Regions from separate parts of the Rattus norvegicus genome. Here region 2 is linked to region 1. A link is a contact called in public Hi-C data. All regions are on one chromosome and are shown on one strand. The core of a region is the stretch at or near the end of the contact, and the rest is flanking DNA. Distances in the headings are between cores, read along the strand shown. Region 1 overlaps Mical2 (microtubule associated monooxygenase, calponin and LIM domain containing 2). Region 2 overlaps Mical2 (microtubule associated monooxygenase, calponin and LIM domain containing 2).

Region 1 (4,444 bases), core at 1,177-3,676:
ATTTATTTATTTATTTATTTATTTATTGTTTTTTTGGTCAGATCCAGATGGTGAGCTTCAGGCAACTCTAGCTGGAAAGATTCTGCCACCAGGGGGTAGGTCTGGCGACCATGTGATAGCCTTACCTGTTTCAAGGCTGAAGGGTTCCGAGTGTTCTCCTCAAACTTGGCTAGCAGCTGATTGGCCATGTACTTGACTTTGTTCTGATTGCCACTTTCTTTAGCATACTCTTGGCTGGAGCCCAAGCTCCGGCTGGAGAAGGCTGGCAGCTGCAAAGATCAAGGCAGCACATTGGAATCCAGGCACCATCAGAGAATAGGATCCTCCAGGAGTCCAGGCAACAGGGGTGTGCCCTAGAACTGATGCTCATAGCACAGTGTGTGTGTCTAAAGAGGGGGCATGGCCAGCTTGGGAGCCCAGTAGTTAAAAGTTGGAATTCAGACTCTTTCCCTCCAGCCCTGGGACCCTGGTGCTTTAGGTCTCTGAATTTGCCCCATCTACTAAATGGGAAGGATGTCCCACTTCAAGAGGTTCTTGCAAAAAAAAAAAAAAAAATCAGTTCTTAAAGAGAGGTGTTACATAAAACAGTTTCTAAAATGCATCGTTTGGCTGAGAAGTAGAGAGAAATAGAGAAATGTGTGTGTGTGTGTGTGTGTGTGTGAGAGAGAGAGAGAGAGAGAGAGAGAGAGAGAGAGAGAGAGAGAAAGAGAGGGAGGGAGAGAGAGAGAGCTGGGTTATCATAAGCACAAGCTTTAAGGCATTTTTCTCTACTTCTCTGTACTCCTTTTCCCACTCTAACCTTTAAATAAAAAACAACTCAGAAATAACTTTAGATTTACACAGAGGGTACAAAGAAGCACGGCTTTCTCTTGAGCACCCTTCCCTGCTGCCTTTGATATAGCTTCAGGAATAACCTCAGCACTGTTATCAGAGCAGGGGAGTGGACGCTGGCTTAATGCTGTGATCTGGACCAGGGGCTCTGTTTGGATTAAGTCAGCTTTTCCGTTCCCACCCATCTTTAGTTCTAGGCTCGAATCCAGGATCCCACACATTTAGTCATCTTGTCTCCTGCGTCTCCTCCAATCTCTGGCATTCTCTGCCTTCCCAGACTCTTATGCTTCTGAAGGGCACTTGGTGGTTATTTTATAAAGGATCCTGACTCTGTGTTGGTCTGACGTGTTCACACATGTAGCCTGCACTGGAGGTTCTGTGGTTTCACGGCACAGGGGCGAGGGGAGCTTCACACCCATCCTATGAGAATTCATGATGGTGACCAGACTGTGAGGGATGATGAAGACCTCACTATGATGGTTTATAAAACCGAGTTCCTTCTCATTCATCTGCTAATTAATAACATTTGAAGTTTTCTAGCATTTCCTAATGTCTTTTCCTGTTCCGTGGAATCTTTGCCCACACACCTTAGAACACAGGGAGGGGGACTTCGCCAAGTGAGGGTGGTCGGCATCTCACTGAGGCAGTGAGTCTTCCCCACTGGAACAGTGTTCTGGAGGCGGTAAAGACGCACTCATTCAGAAGAAACACATGAGAAGACACAAGCTAAAGTTGACTGGGAAACAAGGTCCCAGAGAGAAATAGCCTGGGATGGGGGAGCAGAGTTGTGTATGCATGGCTTGGCCAAGCATTGGACAAACACAAAATGGGTCGTTGCTTTAGTGCATGAAGTGTGGCTTGCACATGAATGTAGGCTCAAGGGGGAGGAGGTACTGAGTGAACACTGTTTGCACAAAATCAGTCAGCCAGGACAACTCACTGCTGCCCCAATAATATTTCTGAAAACCAGATTTGACTTGTTGAGTCCAGGGCCTGTATTTTTCCTTCATTTTTATTTTTAAAAAATCGTGTGTGTGTGTGTGTGTGTGTGTGTGTGTGTGTGTGTGTGTGTGAGAGAGAGAGAGAGAGAGACAGACAGACAGACAGACAGACAGACAGACATGCGCATGTGTGGCTGTGGAGGCCTGGAGAGGGCATTGGATCCCCTGGTGCTACAGTTTTAGGCAGTTGAGAGCTATCTTTTGTAGGTACTGGGAACTACACTTGAGTCTCTGGAAGAGCAGTGAGCTTTCTTAACTTCTCAGCCATTCTCCTCTTCCCTGAAGCCACAGTTCTTGATGGGATCACCCCCAAAAGCTCTGGGAACAGCTCAGAGGGGGACAGTGAACATGTTCACGTTGCAAGATGTAATGACCTTATCAGGTGTTATCAGAAAATGAGGTAATGAGTGGGCAGCTGGGCTCTATCAGGGTGGGCTGCTGGCTTGACTGACAGCTCACTTGCCGGGAGGTGGGACAAGTCTGAGCCATGAAGAATAAAGTTTTACAAAATACAGCAATAAAGCCTCTTCAACCACACAGAAGGGGCATGTCTTTTATGAGTCCAGTGAGTCAAGCATCAGTGAAGTTTACAAACTGTCCCATGTGCCTCTGAGTCATCTCTAACATTAGCCAGCAGGCTAGCTAAAGCTGGCACCTCCGCCCCCTTGACATATGCATGCTTCCTTTTGCAGAATTAGGATGGCTTTTGAGAATGAAGCCCAGGGCTGGGGAGATGGCTTCGCTGACAGCGACTGGCACACAAACATGAAGACTTTAGGTCCCCCCAACACCCACACGGAAAGCTGGGTGCAGTGGTATACAGCCACAGCTATGGCACTGGGAAGTGAGGCAAGCTGATCCCTGGGGCTCATGGGCTGGATGGAGAAGACATCACTTCATTGTAAGACCCTGTCTCAGAAAAATAAGGTGGAAAGCAAACAGGAAAAGATGCTTGACATCAATCTCTGGCCTTCGCATGCACACAAGGTACATGATTAGCCTCCAAAATGTGCACACACAGGGACAAATTAATGAAGTGCATATCTTATGTCTCTGTAAATTATTTCTTTGCGCCCACTTTAGGCTAACATTTTTCAGAGACAAGTTCTAGACTTTGACACACAGTCTCCTACAATTTTCTCCTTTCGCCAGATGGTGGCGCTCGAGAGCACACAACATTTGTCTTAAGACTCCAAGTCCAAAAGGCAGTAAAAAATGCAGAGGGCCTGCTGGTATCTCTTTCCTACTTAGTGTAATTAAAAATTCAATATTAATTAGCTATAGTATATAGATCATCTTATAAACTTACAAGCCCTGCAAAGTATCAAGCAGTTTGGCTGTATCAGCACATTTGACAGACATACCCCTCATCCCAGGGAGGCTTCATTGTCAGCTAGGAAGAAGCAAAGTGGGGATCAGAACACCGACTTTGCTTTTCTATCAAACTGAGCCTGGATCCCGGTGGCTCACAAGAGAAAAAAACTAAACAGGACTCGGGCTAGTGACATAGCCAAGCACACCCAAGCCACTGGTCCTCAGGACATGGACCTTTGAATGAGCTGAGCCCGAGCACACAGACCTCTTCCAGGTTGTTGAAGCCTTGCCGCCTCCTCTTGTTCACGTCATTCTCTTCAGTCTGGGCGTCTACCTGCAATGGCCAAGAAAACATGGTGAGCTCCGGGCCGTGGACAGTGTTTGAACTGGAAGCACAGAAGGATGCATGCTTGTTTGGAAACAGCTGTCAGCCTAACGGTAGACATGGAGAAAGATGGCCCCATATCAACAAGTGCTGGCATGGGGTTACAGTCAGGCACAGTGGAGAGTGTTTCTACTCCATCTCCAGAATCCCTGTGACACAGGCAGGGTAGGCCTCTTCTCTATCCCAGTGGCTTTTGGCTCAGAGGGGGGTTAATCATGTGCCTAAGGTCAGAGCCAGGCCTGGCTGGGTGATAGCTTTTGTGTGAACTGTCTTGTGGAAACCACCAGACTTCCTATGCTACCTGGGCCTCCCATGAAGACACTGGACAGGTTTACCTGCAAGGAACATTCTTAGGAGTTCCAGGGCTTTGGTGTCAAATTAAACCTGCAATCCAGGTACCATTATATGATTTAATTCATTTCAAATAAACATTAGATCCGACCTGAGGACTAGAGATCAAATGTCCAGTTTGCCAAGGCCAATTCAGATTTGCTGACTCCCCCGCACACTGTAACACTTCATTGACACACTCCCTTTCACAGATATTACCCAGCTGGCCAGATAACATCTCATAGCTCACTCCCTGCTCTGAACAATCAACCAAGGCCTAGGAAACTGGCCTAGACGCATGAGGAGAGCTGTAAGGACTGAGCTGTCACTGTGGCCTTGGATAGGGGTGGAGGCTGAACATAGTAACTTCTTAACATGAATCTTTGATCCCGGATTAGGTCTACTTCCTAAGGATAAATATCTTAACTGTCAGCTTCCAGTGGCTTGGACTTTCTCCCGGGGAGTCTGGAGTCGGACCCACAGAGCATGTATCAGTCTACATGGATTCTCCTACACTCTGACTTCCTCCATGGCATAGCCACATCCCAGCCTTTCAAACACCATCCGTGTAGGAAGAAGTGCT
Region 2 (4,484 bases), core at 118-2,617, 37 kb before region 1:
CAAGTTAATCCACTAAAATTAGCAATACTCATGATTTAATTAACCATCAAGAGCTAGTGACCAAGCCTGCAACACGTGGGCATTCGGCAGGGGTTGAGGGTAGAGGAGGGACATGTCGTATCTGTTCTGCAGCATCTATATAAGAAATGTTACATCTGCACTAGGGCTTGTCTGTCAACCATCATCATGACTGTTAAGGACGGAATCAACAGGCAGATGGAAGTCAAATGATCTACCCACTTTCCTATCTGCTCAGTAATCCATTGCAGAATAAAGTTGACTTTATTCTACCGTCAAGACCAAACTCTCTAGGTTCTGAGGGCCAATCCGTGCTTCACAGAGTCAGGTCTTGGCATGCCCTTCCCTGCCAGTACAGGGGCCTAAAAACCAGACATGGGTAGCTATTGTTAAGGACATGACATCTCTCAACATCATTTATTTGACAAACAGAAGCTTTATGCAGAGTTAAGCATTGTGCTGGTTAGAGTTTTTGCAAACTTGACCGAAACCTAGACATATCTGGAAAAAGGGAATCTCTCCCCATCCCTATCAAATTGGTTTGTGGGGTATTTTTTCAATTGCTAATTGATGTAGGAGAACCCAGCCCACTGTGGGCAGCGACATCCTTAGGCAGGCAGGCCTGGGCTGTATATGAAAGATAGCTGAGTAAGCCAGGGGAAGAAGGCCAGTAAACAGTGTTCCTCCATGGAACAGTGTTCCTGCCTCCAGGTTCCAGTCTTGAGTCTCTGCCTTGCCTTCTCTCATTTATAGATGAAAACCTATAAGCCAAATAAACCCTTTCCTCCCCATGCTGTTTTTGGTCAGCATTTTTATCACGGCAGCCGAGACACAAACTCAGACAAGCATTGAGCAAAGCTGTGTCAGCACACACCTACTAACTGATGAGCCTTAACGCTCCCCCAGTGAGAATAACTGTTGCTGGGTTTCCTTTGTCACACTGGCTGTTTAGAGTCTTTACCTCCTAAACTGGCTTTGCCATTCTGCATCTATAAGCTTTATTTTTTCATACAGACAAACTCATAATTCTGATTTACAGCTTCTGGGAGAAGTGCTTAAAGTCCCTCTGAGGAGAGAGGAAAAGCAGAGAAAAGGGTGAACAGCAGGGAGACTTCCCTTCTGTCAGCGTTATGATTAAGACAGTGTTTCTTTTTTGTTTGTTTGTTTGTTTTGTTTTGTTTTTGTTTTTGAGCTAGGGCCTTGCTCTTGAAGCCCAGGTTGGTCTGGCTTCAAACACGTGGCAATCCTCTCTTGAGTTCTAGGATTACAGGCGTTAGCCACATACTGTGCCTGACCACTTCCTAGTTCTTAAAGGCTCACATTGAAGGTTAAATTCGGAGTTTCCAAGGCTGGGAAATGTCTCTACAAGTTTCTGTGTTTGTTTATTTTGGCCCAGGGCTTCCTAGGCTTGGTCTTCTGGGAAATCCCACACTGGTGAGAGAAAGAGCTGGAGGTTCTGCTCTTGGCCACCAGAGGGCAGTGCAGGACAAACTGACCACCAGCTCTCACAGGTTATTTAGGGTGGCGGATTTCTATTGCCATGTTTCTCCCCAGGCCCTGCCAGGGTCCCCAGGAAGTCAGAGGTCATCCTGATTTGCTCACACATTGCTGAGCCAAGAGCTGGGTTACTAAAGACAGGTTCTTAGGCCTGAGCTTAGTGAGTAGGGTCACCAGCCCTGGCCACATTGCTCACTGGCTAGAGACCACAGCATATCCGGCAGAATAAGCTACATGCTACTCACCTTTCAAGTCAGCCTAGACATGGAGAGGAGGCATTTGTACAGGAGGCCCAGAAAAAGTTACCTTCATTTCCTTGTAGATCAACTTTAGGTGCATCTCACCCCACCCCCACACCCCAAGTAATATTTCCTGTACCACCCTGAGAGGTGCATGCTCAGCTGGTTCTAGGAGACTGAGTTACTTAGGGTCACATAGCAACCAGGCCCATGCTCCTATTTTCAGAAACTATGGGACGCTGGAGGGGCCCCTGAGACACAGAGTGGCTGTTCCAGGCAAAGGAGACCTGGAGGTCCTTACCTACGACAGCCAATGGCGGCCCAGAACTACTACATGTTTGTGAATCTGAAGCTTCTGGAGACAGAGTCCAGGTCTGGTCCCCACCACTCCCCTTGTGTGTACTTCTTCATTTAGCAAAGATTCCATCCCCTGGGATTTGAGGGTCCGTGCTTCTTCTCTGTGTCCCTGAATGAAGCCTGGTGGGCCATTTACTCACCAGGCACAGCTTGTGGCTCCTTGTGGTGTAGTAGTAGAGAGACTGGTTGGGTCAGGGTCTCCCGCAGGGAGATGTGCCGGGTTAGAGGCTGTGATAGAGGTGGGGATTCTGGAAGGCGGGGTCTCTCTTCACAGGCCTCTGTGCAGGGGCCTATGATGCTGCCAGAGTCGGATTCTGTATCAGAGCTGGAAGAAGGAAGAGGAGGGTGACTCAGAAGCTCATCCCCCTGCCCCCCATGTCCCACCTCCTAGTCATCAGCCCCTTTGACAGTCCTCAGGGCCTGGAGCAAAGATGTCAGCTCAGCTACCTCTGTGCTTGGACCCAGACTTAGCTCTGTCATGTCCTTAATTATATCCCCTTAGATTTCTATGTTGAAAGGGCAACCCTCAGTTCCTCAGCACATGACTGCTTTTAGAGGGAGGACCATTAAAGAGGTGACTGAGTTAAAATGAGGTCATTTCGGTGGGCCCTAATCCTATGACCGGTGCCCTTTAAGAAGAAACTGGGACATAAATGTACATAGAAGATGACTGCCATTGTAAACCAAAGATGCCATCTACAGGCCAGGGAGAGGCTTGAGACAGATCCTTTCCTAAGAGCCCCCAGGAGAACGCTCCTTTGCCACCCTTTTATCTCACACTTGTGTGACAGTTTTCTCCAATTCTGAAATATTCCATCCTGCAAGGAAACTCCTTAAGCAGGAAAGTTATAACTCAAAGTAGCTACAGGAAGTTCCTGAATCTGATCAGATTCACTAGACCCCTCCTTTCCAGAGTAAGCAATAAAAGCTAAGAGTCCCAGACAGATCAGACAGAGAGAGAGAGAGAGAGAGAGAGAGAGAGAGAGAGAGAGAGAGAGAGAGAGAAGCAGCCAAGACAACTCAGAAAAGCTTAACTGGAAAAAAAAAAGGCTCTTGACACCAGTCTACTGGGAAGGAGCAGAAACCAGCCAAGCTGCCCCAGGAGAGGTTCAGATCAACAAAGGTGCCTGGAAAAGACACTCTCCAGGCTGAGCTGCCTTCAGGCTGTGCAGCACACTCCAGGCCCCCAGCTTTGTGAGTTGTCACCCACACTGGGGTGAGCTGTCTTTGAGTCATTTCTGCTCCTAAAGTAACCCCTCACCCATATTCCTGTAAGTAGCACCAATAAAACTCCTGGTTCACCAAGTTGGACTTTTGGGTTCCCTACCTGGGGTGACTAGACATGTGTGTTGCATCTCTCCAGAAAAAGTCTTGTCATACAGTGTACCCCAGCCCCCCAGAGTGTGGGAAGACATTTCCAGGAGGCTCCCAGGCTGGGGCACTTGGCCTTGACAGTCCCAGCAGGCTACAGTGTTGGACAGAACAGAAGGAAGTTCCCACCCCAGGCCTCCTGAGTCACCTTAATGAAGGCTGTTCTGACCTTCCTTCCTCCCAAGCCATGGCTTCAGGGCTGGGGATGGAGGGAAGTTGGAGGAGAATCTGCCTTGTACACACAATGCCCTGGCCTCAGTCCTCGCACATCCTAAACTGAGCGTGGTGGCAGGCATCTGTAATTTCAACACTTTGGAGGTCGAGGCAGGGGCATCAAGATTCGAAAACAAGTCTTAGCTATACAGTGAGTTCAAAGCCACCCTGGGCCACAGGAGACTCTGCCCTAAACGAGACGAAACCCACAACTGAAACAAAGGTCAACCAGAGCTCTGCTGCTTAGCTCCTGGGGCCAAACAAATGCATCTCTAGGGACCGAGTTCCTAAGCCGCAGAATGGACACGTGGCTTTCCTCAGTCAGCATGGCGGTGTTGACGGGCATGCAGGAAAGAAAAAGTGCAGGCGTTTAAGTTGTAGAGAAGGGGGCTTCTCAGAAACTGTAGACTCAATGCCCAACTGTGAACTCAGTGGCAGTTTAGAGGCCCACCCCAGTCAAACCCAGTGGGTCCAGCACAGAGTGCTGCACAAAGACTTCGCACTACCCATCCCTTCTTTGCCCTCAGATGCCTCTAGAAACATCTGTACCATTCATTCAGTAATTCAAGTCAAGACTGGGGAGACAGCCTGGCGTTCTCTTTCTCTGTTTAACCTATCAGTAAATCCATTACTGTGGCTCTATCCTGTGCCCCCTCCAGGGGCCCCCAGCCTCCCACCAGGTCTCCTTGCCTTCACTCTCCCCTACCCTGTCGTGTCTGCTCTCCACACCAAAGGCTGCAGATATCTAAAAATTGTTAATGATGTGTCATTTAGAACTCAACTCTTTCA

What was found. A called contact is a pair of places that touch in the nucleus more often than the background predicts.
Region 2: a Hi-C map of the A7r5 cell line shows a contact between it and region 1, with 2.8 times the contacts expected there. The contact joins two enhancer-like sites. A contact is called at or near these places in 3 of 12 Hi-C or Micro-C datasets (the A7r5 cell line, the Rat2 cell line and kidney).

Annotation. Positions count from the first base shown.
Region 1 is chr1:175,882,338-175,886,781 of GRCr8, reverse strand. Mical2 (microtubule associated monooxygenase, calponin and LIM domain containing 2) reads right to left here. Exons shown (of 31, transcript NM_001395865.1): 16 at 3,412-3,480; 17 at 126-269. Among named protein-coding and RNA genes, the nearest start is that of Parva, 97 kb to the left of the region's middle. Within about 2 kb of position 2,426, at least 25 of the 93 cell types and tissues checked have an H3K27ac peak or open chromatin away from gene starts, as enhancers often do. A contact at or near this core is called in the A7r5 cell line, where this site is marked.
Region 2 is chr1:175,917,749-175,922,232 of GRCr8, reverse strand. It overlaps Mical2 (microtubule associated monooxygenase, calponin and LIM domain containing 2), which reads right to left. Exons shown (of 31, transcript NM_001395865.1): 22 at 2,252-2,436. Among named protein-coding and RNA genes, the nearest start is that of Parva, 62 kb to the left of the region's middle. Within about 2 kb of position 1,367, at least 11 of the 93 cell types and tissues checked have an H3K27ac peak or open chromatin away from gene starts, as enhancers often do. A contact at or near this core is called in the A7r5 cell line, where this site is marked.